2 separate regions of the Canis lupus genome follow, and region 2 is linked to region 1. A link is a contact called in public Hi-C data. All regions are on one chromosome and are shown on one strand. Each heading gives the region's core, a stretch centred on a gene start, on an enhancer-like site or on the middle of the called end of the contact. The rest is flanking DNA. Distances are from core to core; before and after follow the strand shown. Region 1 holds the start of TOB1 (protein Tob1). Region 2 has its middle 69 kb from the start of TOB1.

Region 1 (5,236 bases), core at 1,006-3,505:
TGGTGTCAATCCATCTGTTCCATTTTCCATTATTTGTGGTGACAAAGGGAAAAAAGGATCTCCGGCTGCCCCCAAACTACACTTTAAAGCCCAAAGCCCGAGTGCCGGCCAAGGCAGCTGATTAAGCCAAATTGCTTGACGCTGCAGCCGAGAGAAATTCAGGCTCCGCGAAAGGTAGTTTAAAGCAACGCCTTAAGCAGGAGTGTGAAGAATTACATAAACAGCCAGTTGGGTCTCATTAGATTTCTGCTCACAGCTCTCGGAGCCCGAGCGCTGGAGCAGCAGCAGCGAGAGGAGGAGGAGGAGGAGAGGAGGAGGAGCAGGGGGGGAGGAGGAGGAGGAGAGTACAAGTCTCCTCCGAAAACGAGGAGGAGGAGGAGGAGGAGGAAGGCCACGAGAAATGGCAAAGCAACCACTCGGGCCAGGCGCCGGGCAGGTCGGGGCGCCGGCCGCTCCGGGTCAGCCGCTCCCCTCCCCCCGCCGTAACCTGACCCGCCGCCCGCCGCCCGCCGCCCGCCCCCCGCCCGAGGCCCCGGGGACCCGGCCAGAGCCCGGCAGCAGCGGCTCCCCGCACCCCTTGGGGCCCCGCGGAGCCCACCGCGCCCCCGGAGCTCGCCGATCGTCCCGGCGCCCCAACCCCGCCCCCCCCACCCCCGGGCGCCGGCCGGCCCCGCCTCCAGGTCCCGCCGCGCCGGGGCCCCTCCGAGCCGCTCCCCTCCGCGCTCCGGCCGCCGCGCCGCGGTCCCCGAGGGCCCGGGGCTCGACGCCGCTGCAGCCCCGCCGCCCCTCGATACTTACGGGCTGCGTCCACCACAGAGCCGGCCGCCGGGCGGGGGAGCAGGGGCGGCAGGGCGGGGGCTCGGAGGGCGGCGGAGCCCAGCAGGCTGGAGGCTACGCGGCGCCGCCGGGCGGACGACGGGGGCCTGGGCGCGGGCCTCGGGAGCTCGGCGCTGCGGCTCGGGGTGGCGGGGCCGGTCGGGCGAGCGCGCTCCCTTCTCCACACAGCCCGGTGGCCTGGCCCAGCGTCCCGTGGTGCGCCCGCTCCGCGCCGGGCCAGAGCTTCGCTCCTTCTGCCGCGGCGCGCGCCCCGCCTCTCGTTTTATGGGCTCCTCCCCGCCCCCACCCCCTCCCGTAGGGGTGCGCGCGCGCCCGCCTCGCGTCACACAGCTCGGGGCCGCGTAACCATTCCCCGCCCTCCCGCCCCTCACCCCAGACCCTCGGCGGCGGCTCCGCCCCTGCCCTGCCCCTCGACGCCATTGGCCGAGTCCCGCCTGCCCATGTCCTGCCGGGCGGCGGAGGGACCCGGGGGACGAGGCCACACCCCTCCGGCTCCACGACGGCCAATGAGCCGACGTCCTGGGGCCGCCGGGGGCGGGACTAAGAGGAAGCTGGGAAAGGGATTGGGGGAGAGAAGTGCCAGTGAGGGCGACGGTGGTGGGTGGGGCGGCTGACGCCGGGTCCCGGCGAAGCGCCTCGGAGAGAGGGGGGAGGGGAGCCAGGCAGGTGGCGGAGCGGCGGCGAAGAGCGGGGAGAGCCCGAGGCCTCGAGAGGGAGGGGACAGTTTACCAAAAAATGCCCTACGCGAGTGGCACTGTGGCCCGGGAAATTCCCCCCCGTGGACGCGCCGCCACATCGGCCTCCGGTGCACGCAGGAGAGCCTCAGAGAAAGGGCGAACTGAGCCGGGGACTCGTGCAGCCGGTTCATTGAATATTAATCACCTCGGGGGCCTAGGCCAACTGCCACCCGGGGAGTGGCAGCAGCAGAACCCGAAGCCGCCGTGCCGGGCAGGGGGTGGGGGTGGGGGTGGGGGTGGGGGAGACACAGCACCTGGCCGCACCTCCGCCCAGGTGACAGTTTAACTGCCTCCGCATCCCTCCTCCGACCTCCCCGTGCGACCCGGCAGCCACTTGGACGCGGGGGTGGCTGGAGACCGCAGGAAGAATCCCATTTTATCCCAAACATCCCGGCCCAGGCCTCCGTGCCAAACTGCGTACGTATCTCAGGGTCTCTGTGCCTGCGCGTGTTTTCAAGTGGTACTTTAACATCAAGACCCATACACGCGGCGCCTTCCTGTAATGCGCGTTTAAGATCCTCTTCGGTTGAAAGAACGGGCGGGGAAAGAGAGCGACTCCCGGGGGGCGGGGAAGCGCCCCTTTCCACAACCTGCCGCCGAGAGCTCCACGGAGTTCCAGGGGGAGTGGAGGCCGGCGTCCCTCTCGGCTAAAAATATTACTCACAGGTAGCAACGAGGCCTGATTGGCCGCGCTTCTCCCCTAGCGGCGAGGCGATTGGCTGCCTGGTATCCAGGAGACCGACGTCAAACTGGCACCGGGAAGAGGAGAGAGCGAGTCGGAGCCGAGGGGAGCTGGGAGGGGGAGAAAGAGGAGCAATGAATGAAGCGCCCCGCGCTGGCCTTCTCTCCCCTTTCCTCTGCGCTCAAGAAGTGCTTCCTGGAAAAACACCAGCTGGGGCTCCGCCTTCCTCTTAAAACGGTGGGGCCTGCGCTCTCAACCTGCTATAAGGAAGTTAAAGCGCGGCTCTCCGCGGGGAGGGGTGTCCGCGGAGCCGGCGGTGTAGACCAGCTGTACTCCTTGGGCGCACACCCGCTTGACTGTTAGGCCTAGAGGCTCTGCGCTTTATGGATGCAAAATCCGGTTGTGGCCTATTCTTCTCCACCCTGACTCTCCTGCCCTCGTGCCTCCACCCCCTGTTCCCCTTTAGAGGGAACCGAATTGATTAAAAAAAAAAAAAAAAAAAAGGCTATTGCTAAAGTCCCCAGTGTGTGTGGGAGGGAAAGGGAAGACAGGTTTGTAGAATGGGTTGAGGATGGGACTGGTCATTGTATGGATTCCTAAAATTCAGGCGGCGTGTTTTAAGAACATCCAAGTTTTATTCTGATTTTTTTTTTTTGTCTTCGGATTTTTCTGTAACAAGGGAAAGTGGGATATGATGGTGAAAGTGTTGGAAGTGCTTTATTTTATGGAAACATTTTAAATGAAATGTTTCTCTGCATCAAAATAGTCCATGTGTTTTCTACTTTTTGCTCAGTTGTATCTTTTGTTTCCTATAATGAACATTCGTTCCATTCGTTATAAAAAAAAAAGTGAGTTATTTTTAATTTTTTAATTAGTTGAGCACAGAAATTACAAGAAGCAAGATAGTATATTTTGGGAATGGAGTATCAAGAGAAACACTTCATCTTTCACGTGCTCCAGAGCATAATTTCTCTTACCATTAGGCAAATAATACTGTACCAAACATCCAGAATTGCAGGACCATGTGTTGGGCCATGTGTCTTGATTTGTAATTTGGAAAATATATCACTATAATTAGAGGAGCATATTAGGCTTGGCTGACATTAAAATGTCTAACCAAAGATAGATGAATTGCCATGTTGTCAACCTTATCTATACTTTTCAAGAATTCTCAAAGAGAAGGCACAAATTCTCTTTTTTGCATGTACCCAATCTATAATCCCAGCCTTAAAATTCAAGAGCAGTCATCCAATAGGTTCTGATTAATTATCAATGGCAGTAAGTAGAATTTTTAAATAAAAAATTTAGATGTCAAAAATGTATGAGTTTTTGGAACTCAGTCGAAGGATATGAGAACGTTTCAAAGCAAATATAAACACACACACACACATTAAGGCCCCACAGCATACTGGGCAAAGTACTGAAGTGCAGGTATTGGCAGATCTGATTTTACCCATTTCTATGAACCTTCAGTTCTCTCACCTATAAAGAGGGTTGGATACATAATCTCTAAACATCTCTTTCAATTTAAAAATTCCACGTTTAAAACCCAATGCCCCTAAAGTAAATTACAATGTAGTTCTTTTTTAAAAAACAGTTTACAGGGCAGCCCGGGTGGCTCAGTGGTTTAATGTGGCCTTCAGCCCAGGGCATGATCCTGGAGACCCAGGATCGAGTCCCACATCAGGCTCCCTGCATGGAGCCTGCTTCTCCCTCTGCCTCTCTCTCTCTATGTGTCTCTCATGAATAGATAAATAAAATCTTTAAAAAAAAAAAAAAATATATATATATATATAGTTTACAAGTAAAAGGAAAACCAGATTCATAGCCTTCCAAGTCACAGGTATAAAATTTCCTTTATACAAGTTTTACACTTTAAATGCCCTCCCCACCCCTCCATCACTTATTACCACTTAACATTTACTTTGGAATTACACAGGGGAGTGAACTGCTAAATGATTATTTTGATTTATGGAGGGAAAAAAAAAGCATTTGATATGAGGCTCCAGGTGGTTATCACAACAATAGATATTCCTGCCTGTGGACAAGTAATAGTCACTGAAAATCACAGCATTTGCCTTTCCCCACTTTGCATTCCACATGACTCCTGGAGCAGTGCCTCACACTGAAGGTAACTATTGTTTGGTAAACAAATATGTTCTAATATCATTATGAAACACAATTCTTGAAAGTGCTGTGAATTATTATCTCATTCACACATATAAACGCATATATACTCCCACCTTGATTTCTGAGAGACATGTCCTAAACCTTCAAATTCTCATTGTTTCTTTGTAAACTGAGGATTACAGGAAAGTTACCATCACCTGATGTGTACTTATTATGGCTTGTTTAGCTTCTAGAGAATCAACTTTGTGTCTTGAAAGTTAGCATACGAGCATAATATTTTTATCCTTATTGTCGTTCATTTCTTGTGGACAGTCATGCAATATGAACCATGCACATTTTTAAATTGTTGGTGAGGAACAATTATAAAATAATCACCAAGTTATTAAAAACCAAGTAAACCAATTCTTTCCTAAACATTTTTCACAGGAAGTCACACATTTATGACTGAAGAAACCTCATTGTGGTTTCCTGTGGCTTTTCATATGGGTTAGTGGAGGAGAGCCATTCATTCTCTAAAAGAGATGGGAACACAGACAGTTGTAATTGAAAGATAACTAGATAACACTGAACATACTCATTTATCTTTGGGACAAGCAATTCCACTGAAGGAATTGGTCCAGTAGGAAAATATGTCCTTATAACTTGCTTACTCCCTATTATCTTGATGAGCAAAAATCCAAACCAAATCTTTGCATTTCTTTCCATTAGCAAAGGCTAAGGATTTTGGTCTCAGCCAGAGATTATACTTGCAGATTCTGGGAGTTGATACAGTGTTCACAACATTCTACACACAAAGAACACTAATTGATTAACATTTATTAATAATATTAGAATGCTTTAAATATATGAA
Region 2 (5,174 bases), core at 618-3,117, 68 kb after region 1:
CAAATGTGGTTCAAAGAAGTGTGGAGACCGTGGGCTGACGTCTCCAGGGCCCGACTGCACCAGCCCGCCGCACAGGGACCAGACTGCTCCCCAGGCTCCCCTCATAATATTAGAGGCTGGGGGGTGGGAAAAATGTAAAGCAGCAAAGTGACTGCTCCACGAGATAGTGGGAGTGGGAGAGGGTACTGGGGGTCCCCCGCTGCCCAAGGCCTTGGGCTCAGGCAGGGACGCGAGGGACCCGTAGGTCCTGGAATATGAGGCCATGGGCAGGATTGCCACGCTCTCATCTGGTCGTGGCAAAATGAGAAAGACAAGGACAAGGTAGTGAGGTTTTCCCAGAGTCAGACCCACAATGTGAAGCGCACTCCTTTCACTTGTACTGTGTATGTTCAATTGTGTATGTGTGTTTAAAAAGAACTTTCCTTTGACATTTCCTTTTAATGTCCTTAACTCAGCAAAATATAGACCTGGTGACCACGTCCCATCCTCAGTTGTTTTCTGGAAATGTTGGTGCCCTGAGAAATAGGACAGATGGGAGCCACCGAGCTAGCTCTAGTCCTAGGTGAGCCCTGGCATGGAGCGAGATGTTTTTTAATTGAGGGATGATGTCTGAATGGCTGGAAAAATCTCGGGGAGGGGGTTGGAGAAGAGACTGGGGTTCCTGCCCAGACAGCCCTCTGGGCCCCAGAGCCCAGGCATCCCCAGGAAACCCGAGCAGAGGAACATCTGAGTAGCTGCAAAGGGAATTCTGAGAAAGGCCTCGGGGCCAGTTCTCCGTGCCACACACCCTTAGCCTCTTCCCTGACCCGGAGCCAGGAGGAAATATTCCCTTAAACCCCACCCCTGCCTTCCCCACCCAGCCCCCCAAGGCTGCTCCAAAATAGCCCAGGCCCGGCAGGAGACGTCATGGGTCCGGCTGGCTGCCTGCCCCTCCAAGAGGACAAATATAGAGGGACACTGGATACCGACAGGAGACCCGGGACCTGGGGAGCCCCATGGCTGTGGCACTGCCTGCCCCCCTCCCATCCTTCCCAGCCCTGCACCCACTAATAGGGCAGCTGGGAGGACAGCGCCTCCTGGCCTGGCCAACCCACCCTGGGACGTGTCCCAACATGCCCAGAGCAGAGCTGGAGGCTGGCCCAAGAGGACACCAGGCCAAGCTGGGTGTGTGCATGGGGACACCTCCTCTATCCGGGGGTCTCAAAGCACTTCTATAAGCGTCACTGCCCACAGGGGACTCCCAGGAGCAGGAGAACCCGGCGTCTCCCGGGTGGAACCACTCCACCTTCTGTTCTTCCCAGCTTCCCAACGAGGCCAAAGCCATAAACCTGGGGGTGTGGGAGGCGGACAGAGGGCAGGCAGCCAGGCCAAACCCCAATAAACTGCTGGTTGGATCGAATTGCAAATAATTAGTCCTGATCACCAAAGCTGCCTCCACCCTCCACTCCCGGGAATTAAAGGTCAAAGGGCAGAGCTGCTGACGCAAATGTCAGGGGAGAAACGCGATTGGGAACAGCTGGGCTCCTGCGCCCGAGGTCAGCGGCGGCCCCGGCGCCCTGGACAAGGTGTCCCCCAGCCTGGGGCTCCCGCGCGCTCGGGAGGGGGGGGCTCCGGGGGCTCCGCTCGCTCCCCTGGTCTGGTTCGAGGGTCACCAGAACCTGCTGGGGGGGGTCCCAGAAATTCCCGGGAAATGGTGTCGCTGGGTGCTTGGAGCGAGGGGGCCGAACGGCAGCTCGGGGTCTTGGGAGATGGGACCCCCCTCCCACCCTGAAACAAGAGAAACTTCTGCCTTTTGGGCCACGGCGAGCCCCGGGGAGACCCAGGGCAGGCGCCCGCCGGCCACACCGTGTCTGTGCGCCAGGGGCGACCCCCAGCGGTCAGGGTGAGCCTGGAACTTGGGCCTCGGGCGAGGGAGCTGGGAGCTCGGCTGGGCTGGTGGCTGGGGACCCCGGGGTTCGGTTTTGGTAAGGGGGCTGCTGGCTTCAGGGGCATTTTAATACGTGCTGAGTCTTCCTAGTTGTGCCGAATCTCACCCTAAATGTCCACTGTTAGCAAATCAGCTCCACCGTGTCAAAGAATGCCCTAACCCGCCCCTCCCCCTGGCCTCCCTGCATCTATAAATAGCACCACCACCCTCCCGGTCCGGCCCTCGGGCCCTAAACCTACGAGTCATCTTCCACTCCTGCCCACACGGGGCTGGGTGCCGGCCCTGCCCCTCCTCTCGCCGCAGTCCCTCTTCCATCCTTGAGAGCCGCGGCCACTACCCAGCCTGCTGGCCTCTCACCTGGGCTACTACAGCCCCAACCAGGGCGCTGGGTCTGACCTGGGTATGTGCCCAGCCTCCTCCGCTTACTGGCTGTGTGACCTTGTGCAAGTTACTTAACTTCTCTGAGCTCAGCTTCCTCTGCTGCAGGAGGAGGATAGTAATCACAGTGCCAGCCCCATAGAGCATTGCATGAATCTACCGTAGTTTGGACATAAAGACCCTGTCACGCGGACATGCTCCGTGCATGTCAATTATTACAGGCCCTCCTTCAGGCCAATGCCTCCACTCAGGAAACCCAGGCCGGGAGCTGGAGTGAGAACTACCATTACGTGTTGCGTACCAGGTGTCTTTACAGCGTGCTACAGAGCGGGGGGGGAGTGGAAGTTCCTGGAGTCTAGAAGCTTCTCCACCACTGCCTCCATCATCACATTCCAGGACCCAGAACCAAAGACCACCTCCTGAGTCCACTGGTCCCATCTGAGGGTCTTCAGGAGTGAGTGTACCTGGGTAAGTGTTGAGGTCACTCGGCCACTGCAGATATCTTCTGGAACGAGACAACTCCAGGTCACGTTCAGCGGCCGTGAATCAGGGTGACCCATCTGCAAGGTGATGAGTGAGGCTGCGCACGTTGGCCTGGCACAGCGTCTGGGCAGAAGGCCAAGCAGGGGCGTGGCCACCAGGCAGGTGCTCCCCCTGCAGCTGCCTCGCCCCCAGGGCCCTCTCCGGGCTCCACCTCACCCACTCTGCATCCAGGCCTGCTCCCCTGTCGGCAGATGTTTTCAACGGTCCGCCCGTGACTGAGCACCTGGAGCCCATGCACTGAATTGGGCAGGCTTGCTCTGGAAAGAGATTTTCAAAGGAGACTTTTACCTACGGAGAGGGGGGAGCAGGAAAAGCAGACCATCCAGATTCGAATGTGGGCCTGTCTCTGGACACACCCTTTGTGTAAGACAGTTGCTCTCTTGGGGTCGGTTCTGCTCCTGAGACACTTGGCAATGGCAGGAGACACTTTTGTTACCACAGCCGGGGGGTGTGCCTGCGCTCCTGGCATCTAGTGGGTTGAGGCCAAGGATGCTGCTAAATATCCCACAGTGCACAGTCCAGACCACACAACAGAGAATTATGCTGCCCCAGTGTTGGCAGTGTCCGGGGCGAGACCCTGGCCTAAGCGCCGGCCCTCTGGTGGGGAAACCCCTGCCTCAGCTGCCTTGAAGGCTAAGGAAAGTGATCCAGGACTGGGCCTAGCTCATGCTCTGTTCCCAAAGGACCTTCTGGCCCTAAGGCCTTCACTTGGCCTGGGACACCCGAGCTGGTGGGCAGAGGTGGGCTGGGCACATGTTCCGACCACAGGAGAATTTTCTGAAATGATCTTGCTGTTACTGCCCTACCCTGCTTGGGGCAGAGTTTCTAGAACAATCCAGTGCTCACTTTTTAAGGCTTTCAATGAAGAAAAAGCAGGCCCGGAAGGAGGAGCCCACCCTCCAGGCAGGTGAATTGTGTTAGAACCTGGGCACTCGAGATTTCTCCTCTCAAGCCTTGGCCTCTGGTGGTCTCCTCGGGGTCCACCCGCCCACCCCTTTTACCTGCATTTTCAGGGAGGCGAGAGGACTAGAAGCAAAAATGCTCCTTCGGAGCAGTTCTCAGACTCAGCGGGAAGACCCCAGGCGGGGAGGAGGGTTTGTGAGGATGTGTGTCACTGACGCCCTGGCCCTGTGCGTCATCCCCCTGGCAAGGCCTCCCTGCCACTCACTGCAGTGGACACCTGCTTCCCCCTCAGCCTCAGCAGCCATGGGGTCAAGTGTCTTCTTTACAAGAACCATCCCCCAATACACACTGCCTTCTCCCCTGGGCTGGGGTGGGGGTGGGGGTGCCCGGGGTGCCCTTACACCTGGCCAGGGCACTGATCTGCTGGTTTACCTGACTGATGTGGAATGGCCTAGGAGGCTGCCCTGGAGGAGGGTAGAAGGTCAGGCTAGTCAACAGAGAAGGACCCCCCCCCCTCACCCTACCCCCCCACCTGGTCCTGCTCGCTCCTTGAGACTGGAGGACCCAGGGAGTTCAGACCACACGCCCCCCTCCCTGGATCAGGCATAGGTGTCAGGCTGGGGTGGGGCTGCTGGCTGCATGGGAAGCCCGCTGACCTTGGGGACAAGCCCGGACGGACACGCAGCTGCTCCTGAACAGGAAGTGGCTGCGGTGGGGGAGGGTAACGCGGGGGAAGGGAGACCAGACCCAAGGACATCAGACTGGCTGAGTGCGAGTAACAGGGCCTAACAAGGAGGAACCTGGGTGGCTCAGTGGTTGAACATCTGCCTTCAGCTCAGGGCCTGACCCCAAGATCCTGGGATCGAGTCCTGCATCGGGCTCCCCACATGGAGCCTCTTCCTCTCTCCATTGTCTCTCATGAATGAATGAATGAATAAAATCTTTAAAAAAAAATCAAGAAAGAAAAAAAAAAAGGGCCCAACCAAAGGATCTACACCGAGTCTGCGGTGGGAGCAGCCTCCTGCCACGGGAGTCTCTCCTCGGGGGAAACATGCTCGTCCTTAGTGGGCACTTCTTGCTGATGGTTTGATGCCCAGGCCTTTCCTTACCTTTCCTTCTACAGCTCAGCTCCGCTGCCGACGGGCTGGGGCGACTGCCCTCTTCCTCCGAGGTCCCGTGCCCGTTCCCTCCCAAGGGTGCTTAGAGGCTGCAGCCATCCCACCTCCCACAGTCCTCTCCTGCGGAGGCTCCGCTGCTGGCCAGGGCGCCTGGGCTGCTGGGCTTCCTGCCCAAGGCACAACTCCATCAGGAGAGCTCTGGGCCCCGGCCCCTGAGAAGGGCCGGGCACCCTGGTTGCTGTGACCAAAGCTTCCTTCCCGAGACCCCTTAGCCCTCCGCTGCTCCCACTCCCATCCAGCTTTCC

The links. Hi-C and Micro-C count contacts between places; a contact is called where the count stands out from the background.
Region 2: a Hi-C map of amygdala shows a contact between it and region 1, with 6 times the contacts expected there. The contact joins the enhancer-like site here to the promoter of TOB1 in region 1. A contact is called at or near these places in 4 of 9 Hi-C or Micro-C datasets (amygdala, blood and tumor fibroblasts).

Annotation. Positions count from the first base shown.
Region 1 is chr9:26,689,229-26,694,464 of UU_Cfam_GSD_1.0, forward strand. It overlaps TOB1 (protein Tob1), which reads right to left and starts at 2,256. Exons shown (of 2, transcript XM_038547714.1): 1 at 2,239-2,256. LOC102156847 (a long non-coding RNA gene) reads left to right here and starts at 1,799. Exons shown (of 5, transcript XR_005364495.1): 1 at 1,799-1,991.
Region 2 is chr9:26,758,039-26,763,212 of UU_Cfam_GSD_1.0, forward strand. No RefSeq gene overlaps it. Among named protein-coding and RNA genes, the nearest start is that of TOB1, 69 kb to the left of the region's middle. Within about 2 kb of position 1,868, at least 10 of the 20 cell types and tissues checked have an H3K27ac peak or open chromatin away from gene starts, as enhancers often do.